2 separate regions of the Xenopus laevis genome follow, and region 2 is linked to region 1. The links are chromatin contacts, called in public Hi-C maps. All regions are on one chromosome and are shown on one strand. Each heading gives the region's core, a stretch centred on a gene start, on an enhancer-like site or on the middle of the called end of the contact. The rest is flanking DNA. Distances are from core to core; before and after follow the strand shown. Region 1 holds the start of LOC108716536 (transmembrane protein 151B). Region 2 overlaps slc29a1.L (solute carrier family 29 member 1 (Augustine blood group) L homeolog).

The links. Hi-C and Micro-C count contacts between places; a contact is called where the count stands out from the background.
Region 2: a contact with region 1 is called in a Hi-C map of the XTC cell line, with 2.3 times the contacts expected there. The contact joins the enhancer-like site here to the promoter of LOC108716536 in region 1. A contact is called at or near these places in 2 of 4 Hi-C or Micro-C datasets (the XL177 cell line and the XTC cell line).

Annotation. Positions count from the first base shown.
Region 1 is chr5L:23,795,803-23,801,591 of Xenopus_laevis_v10.1, forward strand. It overlaps LOC108716536 (transmembrane protein 151B), which reads right to left and starts at 4,298. Exons shown (of 2, transcript XM_018262732.2): 1 at 3,316-4,298. The coding sequence starts at 3,396.
Region 2 is chr5L:23,856,859-23,862,799 of Xenopus_laevis_v10.1, forward strand. slc29a1.L (solute carrier family 29 member 1 (Augustine blood group) L homeolog) reads left to right here. Exons shown (of 14, transcript NM_001095291.1): 3 at 226-289; 4 at 3,577-3,658; 5 at 3,936-4,174; 6 at 4,404-4,543; 7 at 4,718-4,852; 8 at 5,404-5,501; 9 at 5,899-5,941. The coding sequence starts at 267. Among protein-coding and RNA genes, the nearest start is that of LOC108716546, 12 kb to the right of the region's middle. Within about 2 kb of position 3,468, at least 1 of the 7 cell types and tissues checked has an H3K27ac peak or open chromatin away from gene starts, as enhancers often do.

The DNA of each region.
Region 1 (5,789 bases), core at 3,048-5,547:
GGGTAAGTTGGAAACCACATCTGTTCTAATAAACTGGTGGAAAGGGTTGATATATACACTCAGAGAAAGTGTCGCCTGTTCCGAAGTCCTGAACTGCCGAAGTCCCGAAAAGCCGAAGTCCCGAAAAGCCGAAGTCCCGAAAAGCCGAAGTCCCAAACAGCTGAAGTCTCAAAGCAAAAAGACTCAAAGCTGCAAAACGAGCCAAAGTTGAAGTAGCAAAAAGACTCAAAGTCATGAAAAGGGCTGAACTTAAAGTCCCTAAGCCGCGAAAAGACGAAGTCACGAAAAGAGCCGAACTTGAAGTCCTGAAGCTGCAAAAAGACCCGAAGCCAAGAAAAGAGCCGAAGTTGAAGTTCTGAATCAGCAAAAAAACCAAAGTCAAGAAAGGAGCTGAAATTGAAATCCTGAAGCCACAAGTTCAGTTCTACTGAACACCAATGTGTGTTTTTTTATTTTTTTACACCCCTAGCCACCAATGTATTATTTTAAAATATATTCTCTGGGGCTCAATTTTTTTTAACTTGTAAAGGGGGCCCTGGTGCCAATACTTTTTAAAATAACTTTTATGTGGGGCCCTGGCACCAATGCTTTTTTTTTAACTTACAGGAGGGCCCTGGTCACCATTTTTTTTTAACTTGTAGGGGGGTCTTGAACACAATTTTTTAAAAAAAAAAAACTTTTATGGGGGGCCCTGGCACCACAGATTTTTTTAACTTATAGGGGGGGGCTTACCATCAATCACTTTTTATAACCTGTATGTGTGTGGGTTTAACGTTTTTAATGCCGATGTCTGGAGTGGGGCTTGGGTGGCCCATGATTTCTAATGGTGGCCCTGATGCTGTATATGGGAAAACATGTTTTTTTTTCAAAATGCATCAGTTAATAGTGCTGCTCCAGCAGTCTTCTGCACTGAAATCCATTTTTCAAAAGAGCAAACTGATTTTTTTACATTTCGTTTTTGAAATCTGACATGAGGCTAGACATATTGTGAGTTTCCCAGGTGCGCCCAGTCATGTGACTTGTGCTCTTATAAACTTCAGTCACTCTTTACTACTGCACTTCAAGTTAGAGTGATATCACCCCCTCCCTCCCCCCAGCAGCCCATCAGCAGAACAATGGGAAGGTAACCAGATAACAGCTCCCTGGTAGATATAAGAACAGCACTCAATATTAACAATCCAGATCCCACTGTGACTTCTTCAGTTACATTGAGTAGGAGAAACAGTAGTCTGCCTGAAAGCAGTTCCATAGTGCAGTACTGGCTCTTTATGAAAGCACATGACCAGGCAAAATGACCTGAGATGGCTGCCTACACACCAATATTACAACTAAAAAACAAATACACTTGTTGGATTAGGAATAACATTTTATATGGCAAAATGAATTATTTGCAGTGTAAACAGTGTAATTTAGTACACCATAAAAAATTATGACAGACTCCCTTTAATAAAGACAACTTTTCCCTGTACTAAGTACAATTCAGTAGGAATAGCCCCCGGGAATTTGCTCATAGGCTGTACTGAGAGATTCTATAGAACAGCACAATTTAGCAGGTACAGTCCACTTTCCTAAGGAGCAGATATATTCTAGATTCTTCATGTAAGGTATCTATAACACATATGAACAAGAGAGAACCACAAAAGAAGCTATTTTGGGTTTAGTATTGGCAAATGGGTCTATAGTATCAGATGTAGCTTCAGGATGCAAAATGGGAGCAAGTGACCTCCACAGGGTGTCCTAATTAATACATTTAGTATTAAGCAGTTATAGAAGCTTCATGTCATGTAGTAATGTTCCGATAAATTCCGATTGCAAGTTAAGCAGATACTTGCCCTTTGGCCCTAGTACTTTGGCACATTTACAATTGCACTGATCAGTCACTGGTCAGTGACACTGCACAGTAATCTTTGGCATTGCAAAGTGCTAATTATGTTGCCCAGTGCCTGGTAAGCACTACAAAGCACCCATTTAACTTGCCTTGTGCTCCAGTTACAGTACATTGCTTATAGTCTCACAGCTGTGATACAGTACCAAGAGATCATTTGCCATGTCACAAGTGAGACCAATGTCCAAGTTACATCATCAAATAGTTTAGTTTAATTGCCCAGTAACCATGTAACATTTATTAGAGACAAGTAGCCCAGTGACACCGATTAGGGACTAGTAATCCATTGACAGGGACCAATAGCCGCCCTAGTCCAATTACATTGTCCAGTAGCATTGTTGAGTGTGAGTGTAGGTTATAAAGACAGGTATGTGTGTGTAGGTATAGAGACAGATAGCTATATGTGTATGTTACAGAGACAGGTATGTGTGTAGGGCAGTGATCCCCAACCAGTAGCTTGTGAGCAACATGTTGCTCTCCAACCCCTTGTATGTTGCTCCCAGTGGCCTCAAAGCAGATGGTTATTTTTGATATATTTTGATATATTATTTTTGGACCAAGTGTACTGCCAAACAGAGTCTCAATGTAGGTTTTCAATCCACATAGGGGCTACCTAATGGCCAATCACAGCACTTATTTGGCACCCCAAGAACATTTTTCAAAGGTTCAAAAGGTTGGGCAACCCTGGTGTAGGGTATAGGGACAAATACCTGTATATGTTACAGAGACAGTTGTGTGTGTAGGTTATAGAGACAGGTGTGTGTGTGTAGGGTATAGCGAAATATAGCTGTTTGTGTAAGTTACAGAAACAGGTGTGTGTAGTAGGGTATAGAGACTTGTATGTGTAGGGTATAGAGACAGATTGCTGTATGTATAAATTACAGAGACAAGTGTATGTGTAGGTTATAGAGACAGGTGTGTGTAGGGTATAGAGATGGGTGTATGTGGGGGTATAGAGACAGATGGCTGTGTGTGTGTAGGTTATAGAGACAGCTCTGTGTATGTAGGAAATAGAGATAGCTGTATGCGTAAGGTGTGTGTGTAAGTTATAGAGACAGGTGTGTGTAGGTTATAGAGACAAATAGCTGTGTGTTTGTGGGTTATAGAGACAGGTGTGTGTAGGGTATAGAGACAAGTGTGTGTGGGGTTATAGTTATAGAGACAGATAGCTGTGTGTTTGTGGGTAATAGAGACTTGTGTGTGTGGGGGGCTATGGAGACAGGTGTTGTGTAGGGCACAGAGACAGATAGCTGTATGTGTAAGTTACAGAGACAGGTGTTTGTGCGTGTAGGTTTTAGTAATAGATTATTAGATACAGAGAGCTGTGTGTGTATATAGATTATAGAGACAAATTATATAAAACAGTGGATAAATAAGCCTCCATTACAGTCAAGAGATGCAGATATTTGTCCCCATGCCCAGTCCCTCACCAGTTCTCGCAGAGTATCGGGTTCCTCCTGCGGTACTGATCCTGTGCTGCTTTCACTTGCCGCTGACGCAGGGGGGGACATGGCCAAGCGATGAGCCACAAACAGGGAAGTGGAATCTCTCAGCAATCCAGTACAACAGGGGAAAAATTGGGAGAGTCATTCCTCTGTCCGTAGCAACTTGCCGCCCAAAATCCAAGGCCTGCTCTGGCAGTCATTGTACCCCAATCGAAAATGAGAGCTGGGTACGGGTATTGGGAGGAAGAGCCCCACAGTGGAACAGAGGCAGTGTGTGTGTGTATAAGGGAAAGTGTGGGAATGCTGATATGCCAGTGTAATGTTGCAGAATGGGTCACTAACATGCACAGGTAGAGACAAAACAAGCACAACTGTCCACATAAACAAACACAAACACACAGTAATTGTATAGCAATACTGAGGCCTAGCTGCACAACTTAAACACTCTGACACAAAATGCCACAAGCGTTGTTATCATGTGCACTGGGGCCCAATCATAGCAACTGCTTTTCCTTGCACACAATCATGCATACACTAGGGCCACTGACACACTGTATCACTAACACAATCCACCCAGTAGGATGTTACAGGTACAAATAAACACGCATAATTTTTAGATTCTTTATACAGATCACACACACACACTGCGGTTAGGTGCAGGCCACACACCCTCTCTCACAGATACAGTTTACACTTCTGTCTCTCACACGCCCTACTGTCTCACACACACATTATTGTCACATGCACACTGAGGTCACATACAAACAGAAGCTGCTGTCACGCACAGGAGCACCCACACACCCACAATGCTGTGATACACAGACACACAATGCTATGACACACAGACATACAATTCTGTGACACAGGCACACAGTGCTATGACAACCAGATACACAATGCTATGACAGACAAGCACACAATGCTATGATACAAAGACACACAATGCTGTGACACACAGTTAACGGACACAATGGAAGGCCAAACACACACACACAGCACAGATGAAGCGATGGAACAGGGCAGGAGGGGAAGGGAAGAGGGAGCAGGGAAAATAGGGAGAAGAGGGAAGGATGCTCTGCAGGAGATGGAGGAAGGAGCAGATTCCCAGGGAAGATGGGGGGAGATGAGTGGAGGAGGAGGGAGGAAGAGGAGGAGAAAGAGAAGGAGGAGGTGAGATGTTCCCTTACTGCTTCTATTACTGCCCCAGCATCCAGCCTGACCTTGAAAGATACACAGGCGCGCAGCATCCCTAGCTGTATCACTGGCTATCTCACTTTATCCCAGACTGTCTCACTGTATCCTTTGATGTCTCATTGTATTCCCTGACTGTTTCATTATATCCCTAGTGTCTCACTGTGTCTTACTGCATCATTTAGTGTCTCATTGTTTCCCTGGCTGTCTCACTGTTTCCCTGGTGTCTCACTGCATCCCTGGCTGTCTCACTGTATACTTTGGTGTCTTGCTCCATCCGCATCTCTGGCTGTCTCACTGTATCCTTTAGTATTTCACTGTATCCCTAGTGTATCACTGTATCCCTGGATGTCTAGCTGTCTAGCTGTCTAGATGTCTTTTGGTGTATCACAGTATAACTGGCTGTCCCACTTTATCTCAGTGTATCTAACTGCATCCCTGGGTGTCTTACTGTATCCCTGGCTGTCTCAATGCATACTTGGCTGTCTCATTGTATCCCTGGGTGTCTCTCTGTTGTATACAACAGGGGGAAACGTTTGTACAAAGAGTCTCAAGTTCATCACTTTATTTGTATTGTGTTTATATGTCACTGGGCTCAGAGTCATAAATACAGGTGTCTTATTTAAAATAGATTTCCTGCATTTATTGGACAGGGACCTGGGCACGTGTTTTGGGGCTCCCAGAACAGCAAGACTTCCAGGTGCTGTGCTTTGTTTCTCTGTACTTGGGCTGCTCTCTTTCCTATGGTCAAGAAGGGGATTCTCTGTTCTTCCTGATCCTGGGTTGCACTCTGAATAAGTGAATGCAATTGGCCCCCAATACTTACCCAGGTACTTCCATCTCTAAATTATGTTCTAACAAGGACTGTCCCAAGGGACACCAACGTGATGCCTCCCCCCACCCTATATACAGTGCTGCGAAACACAGGTACTGCTGCATAAAGAGGGGGTACAATTCACTCAATTCAAGAAGCAGAATATAATACACCCTGGGGCACAACGGGCAAATCCAATTGGAGAGAAAGAAAACATAGCACCTTGCCCCAGCTTTGTTAATATGCCAGAGGCAACTTCCAACATGATCACCTTGTCTCTCCTGCCCCTTTCTCTGAAATCCTGGTAGCTTTCTATATATCCACTTGAAAACTGTGACATATTTCCTTGGAATGAATGCAGAAATAGCAGTGGAACTGGAAACACCCACCTGATCTTGTGATTTATATATTTATATATGGGGTTTGAGGGAAGGAGAGACTTTAAAGGAGAAAA
Region 2 (5,941 bases), core at 2,218-4,717, 60 kb after region 1:
TAGGCGTTTTGTCGCAGCGCGTTGGATCGCGCCAAAAACGTCCATGTAGCCCTACCCTAGAACTTTCAAATCCTGTTGTGGCTTCATGGTACAACCCAATGATGTATCGTGATGAGAATGCGACACTACGTCTCTTACGCATTTTATGTGTGTGTTTGTCATTGGCTCTGTGTGTGACAGGTACAACTCTTCTGCTATAATATAACTGTGTCTTTGCCCTGCCAGGTATCAGCTCCATTGGGAACATACGAGATTCCAGCTAAACCATGGCCAATGCCCCGACAGACCGGTAAGTGTATTTGTTGGGTTTGTGTGCTTATGTCTTGCAGTGCGGGGGTCTCTGTACTTATGTGGTGCAGCGCAGGGGTCTTTGTTTATGTGGTGCAATGCAAGAGTCTTTCTTTTTATGTAGTGTAGTGCAGGGATTTCTGTGCTGAAGTGGTGCAGGAGTCTCTGTGCTTATGTGGTGCAGGGGTCTCTGTGATTATGTGGTGCAGTGCAGGGATCTTTGGGCTTATGTGGTGCAGGGGTTTCTATGCTTATGTGGTGCAGTGCAGGGGTATCTGCTTATGTGTTGCAGTGTAGGGGTGTCTTATGTGTTGCAGTGCAGGGGGTCTATGTGCTTATGTTGTGCAATGCAGGGGTCTCAGTGCTTATGTGCTGCAGTGCAGGGGTCTCTGTGCTTATGTGGTGCAAGGGGCTCTGTGCTTATGTGGTGCAGTGCAGGGGTCTCTGTGCTTATGTGATGCATTGCAGGGGTCTCTGTGCTTATGTGATGCATTGCAGGGGTCTCTGTGCTTATGTGATGCAGTGTAGGAGTCTCTGTGCTTATGTGATGCAGTGTAGGGGTCTCTGTGCTTATGTGATGCAGTGCAGGGGTCTTTGTGCTTATGTGATGCAGGGGTTTCTGTGCTTATGTGGTGCAGTGCAGGGGTCTCTGTGCTTATGTGATGCAGTGCAGGGGTGTCTGTGCTTATGTGGTGAAGTGCAGGGGTTTCTGTGCTTATGTGGTGCAGGGGTCTCTGTGCTTATGTGGCGCAGGGGTCTCTGTGCTTATGTGGTGCAGTGCAGGGGTCTCTGTGCTTATGTGGTGTAGTGCAAGGGTCTCTGCTTATGTGGTGCAATGCAGGGATCTCTGTGCTTATGTGATGCAGTGCAGGGGTCTCTGTGCTTATGTGGTGCAGGAGTTTCTGTGCTTATGTGGTGCAGTGCAGGGGTCTCTATGCTTATGTGGTGCAATGCAGGGGTCTGTGTGCTTATGTCGTGCAGGGGTCTCTATGCTTATGTGGTGCAGGGGTCTCTGTGCTTATGTGGTTCATGGGTCGCTGCTTATGTGGTGCAGTGCAGGGGTCACTGTGCTTATGTGATGCAGTGCAGGGGTCTCTGTGCTTATGTTATGCAGTGCAGGGGTTTCTGTGCTTATGTGGTGCACGGGTGTCTGATTATGTGTTGCAGTGCATTGCTCTGTGTGTGTTTATGTGCATTGCACAGGTCTTTATCAGGTACAGTTTTGGAGTTCCCCATATATATTGAGCATGTTTTCCAGAATTCCATAATATTCCAAGGTCCAGTGACCGGCAGATCAGGAAAGGGGTAGTAGGAAGCTGTACAGCATTTTGTGCATACTGACCCTGAGAAAGGAAGCATACAATAAGTTACTCCTGTACACATGCAATAAGTTGCTCCTGTATCCAGCCTTTCTTTGCCACATAGCAGCTTCCACGTCTGTATGAAGGGGATTTCCTTTAGTGAATCACTATTAAAGCTGTTCCATAGAGAGGCCAATGAGACAGTGGATATAAAGCTGTTGTGTAGTTGCTGGGTGTTGCAGGGCATTCTTATTTTTGCACATTGCTGTTACTTTCTGCCATTGAGTTTTCATGTGTGTATTGTTTGCATATAGGGTACTCTGTCTGAATAATGAGGCATTAAGCTCACTCAGTCTCCTCTGCAATACTTACCGTACCCTGGTATAGAGCTCTAGTTCTCTGTACTTCCTGCTCCTGTGCTGCTTTCTTTCCCATGGTCAGGCAGGAACCTCCTTATGGGTAAGTGAATCCAGTCTCCCCCTAATACTTACCCATGAACAGAGTTCTGATTCTGTCTGTACTTTTTGTTCCTGGGCTTCTCTCTTTTGCATGTTCATGCAGAAGGCAGATCTTGGTTCTAACGGAGAGGGCTGATTGGGTTTTTCTGTTACCTTTCTCTCTGGGCATGGTATTTATGTTTACAGAGTGCAACACCCAGGTTGTGCTTGAGGTACAGCTCCTTGGGCTCCTAGAATTGAGCAAAGTTGCCTATAGTACATGAGACGACAGGTGTGGGGGGGGGGGGGGGCAAACAGTAGTATAGGGATATTGGGACTTGGCCTATTTTGGATCTATCTATGCGAGCCCAGTGTACACACCCAGCTCCACTCCCATGTAAACAATGAGAGGAGAGCATCAACAAACTGGAAATGGGAGGAGCAAACCACTGTGTACCAGTGAATGCCACACTCAGATGGGTGCTGGCCTGGATTCTCTCTATTGATGGATTTCACATTTTAACTCTAATTAAAGGAGGGGGTAGTAATTAGGGCTTGAGAGTCAGACTGGGCCTGGGAGGTGCTCATGTAGGGAAATTTATGGGTATCTGTTTGAATTTGATCTTGTGCAATGGGGAGAGGGGGAACAGCCGGCCCTGAACTTCAGCTATGAAGGAGAGTCAGTAAAGGGAATGCAGAGACATTGCAGGGAGTAGGAGTGAGGAAGGATATAGTTATAAGGGGAATAACTTACTAAGAAACCAAACAGGAAACAGTTACCCTTACCCAAAACCTATTGCTTCTGCCACTTATCCAAAACATACAAATGTTACCTTGGTATTTAGGTTGGAGTAGATGTTTTAGAGTAGCTGTGGCTGCTTCAGTTCATATGATTCATGAGGGTTATTTCCACTGGCTCATATTGGGTCAGTTACCCCAATAACTTCTCTTTAAATGAACAGTAACACCTAAAAATAAAAGCGTTTTAAAGTAATTAAAATATAATGTACTGTTGCCCTGCATTGAAAAAAGTTGTGTTTGCTTTAGAAACACAACTTTAGTTTATTTAAATAGACTGCTGTAGCCATGGGGGCAGCCATTTAGGCTAAAAAAGGGACAAAAGGCTACAGGCTACTTAGCAGATACCAGATAAGCTCTATAATAGCATACAATGGGATCCTGCAGAGTACATCTGTTTTCTGCTATGTAACCTGTGCTTTGAATGGCAGCCCCCATGGCTACAAAAGCTTTTTTATATAAACTAGTAGAGTTTCTGACGCAAACACACCAGTTGTACCAGTGCAGGACAACGGCATATTATTTTTTAATTACTTTGAAACACTTTAATTTTTTGGTGTTACTGTTCCTTTAATTGCATAACAGTGTACATCACAGGACATCTTGTGGCCACTACTGGAACTGCGCGTATATACCCTGTGCTGCTGATGTACATTAGATAGTATTGATACGGCCAGTGTGTTTGGCAAGTGTGGGTTGCGCTTGTGTGTCACACGGAGCTAAAGTAACTCACTTACTATCTCCCCCTGCAGGTACAACGCTGTCTGGTTTATATTCTTCATCCTGGGCCTGGGCACTCTGTTGCCATGGAATTTTTTCATGACTGCCACCATGGTAAGAAAGGGACACACCTGGGCACCTCCCTGATAGGGAACTGCCATGTCTATAGACTGCAGTTTAACTGTATGGGGTGTTTAACTAAAGCTGCCTTTAGATACTTATGCATTGACCCCTCCCCATTCAGACAGAGAAATCAATGTTCTCCCATTGGTTATTTTACGTGTCGTTCCATTATCACATGTTTTGTGTGGCCCCACCCTGGACCCTATATTGATACCAATTTTGACACTTCATGCACTAGCGGCTGATCCTTTATCCACTCTATTCCCAGTATTTCACAAACCGCCTGGGAGAGCCAGGGGATCTGAGGGAGAGCAGCGCGGAATTTTCAACGGCCACCCCTGTGACTGTGCTCCCTATCGGCCTAAATAACACCAGTGCAAGGGCCAGTGCAGAGGATGTGGTAGCACCTCGGACTTACCTCCAGAGCAAATTCAATAATGTGATGACACTGTGCGCAATGTTGCCCCTCCTCATATTCACCTGCCTCAACTCATTCTTGCACCAGAGGTGAGTGGCACATTTACTGTAACAGGGGCAGTAATTTTTTAGCAACCAATCAGCAGTAAGCTTGTATAGTACTTGGGTAAGGCCGATTGAAGCTAAATGTTGATTGGTTGCTGCTGTGAGAGGCAGTTTAATCTGTGCTGTTAAGTGACTGCATAACAAATCACTGCTCACTAATCACTTATCTATACCAGGAAATGAGGTCTCTTACAAGCACTTTCCTTTCTTACAGGATTTCCCAGAATATTCGAGTTGGTGGAACCTTATTGGCCATTTTCCTCATCTTCCTCCTCACAGCCATCTTTGTTAAGGTTCCCTTCTCCCCGGTCTCTTTCTTCACTGTCACCATGATAAAGATAATCTTCATCAACTGTGAGTCAAGCCACCCCCCCCACCCATGCCAATCACAGCTTATGTCTTATATTGTGTGGGGGTCTCTCGCCTGAGCCCTGTTTGTATCACTGTGTGCATCACTACTAATTTGATCTCCCATCCTCCTGGCCTCTATCGTTTCTCTGATTGATGTTTTTCTCTCCCTGGCGGCAGCATTTGGTGCAATCCTACAGGGCAGTCTGTTTGGGTTGGCAGCACGCTTCCCGGCCAGTTACACTTCTCCCATAATGAGCGGGCAAGGCATGGCGGGTGCATTTGCAGCGTTATCCATGATCTGTGCTATAGCAAGTAAGTATTCTATCGACACCTTTCCTTTATCCCATCTCATTTCATCCTGTTATTCTGTGCAGCCAATTACCTCTTCTTTTTTTCCAGCTCATAGGTCTACTTTCCCTTTAACTGTGTTCCTTTCACCCATATCAGTCGGGAATTCCTTCTTTCCCATACTCATTTTTGCCTTTATCTGTGCCCTATAACTCCTTTGCATCCCATACCATGCAGCCTGTGTCAGGATCTGTATTCTAGCTGCTGTTCTTCTGACCTATTATTGTTAATTCCATGTCGGAATTTTCCTTCCTTCTGGCTGGAAGACAGGTCCCCGCCCAGACCAATCCTGTCAATGGTAGCCTCATCATTCTTGCCAATTCCCAGTAAAATCACAGTGGAATCTTTATGTTTCACATTTTATTTCTCCCCAGCTCCCCGTGCTCTGACAGCATTCCTACACCATGGAACAGCAACTCCAGTTTTTTTAACCCCTTCAGTTATTCTATTTGCAGAGACCCTAGTTTGAAAGCAGTGTTTGTGCACCACAGTAACTTCTTTATTCTACCCTTTAGGTGGCTCCGCCCTGGAAGACAGTGCATTTGGCTACTTTATAACCGCCTGCGTTGTCATCTTACTGGCGCTCTTTTCATACATAGCTCTAAACAAACTGGTGAGTCTCCAGCAGGCACATAACTGCCCCCACCAGATACCTCATATCCAGAGAGAGGCAGACACCTTGCAACCTTTCCAATTAATTTGGTGCAGCAGTGAATGGGGTGCCACAATTTCTACAGCTACGTTGGTGCATTTGTTTTATCATGGCGGTTGATATTAATGGTGTAAAAAAGCAACTCCCCCCTTAAATAGGTTGAGATTAATTTAACAAGGGATACACAGACTTTTCTGACCTGTAACAGACACAGCCAGAGCTCCGCCTCCCAAGGGTTCCTTTGATCCCCTTCCATTATAATCTGCTGGTTCCAGGACCAACTGAATGAAAAGCAGTGAAAGATTAGGAGTAGTGCCCCTTCACTCATGACTTATGCTTATTAACCTTTTGCTTGCAGGAGTTCTACAGATATTACACCATGGAAAGAGTCTCAGCCGCTG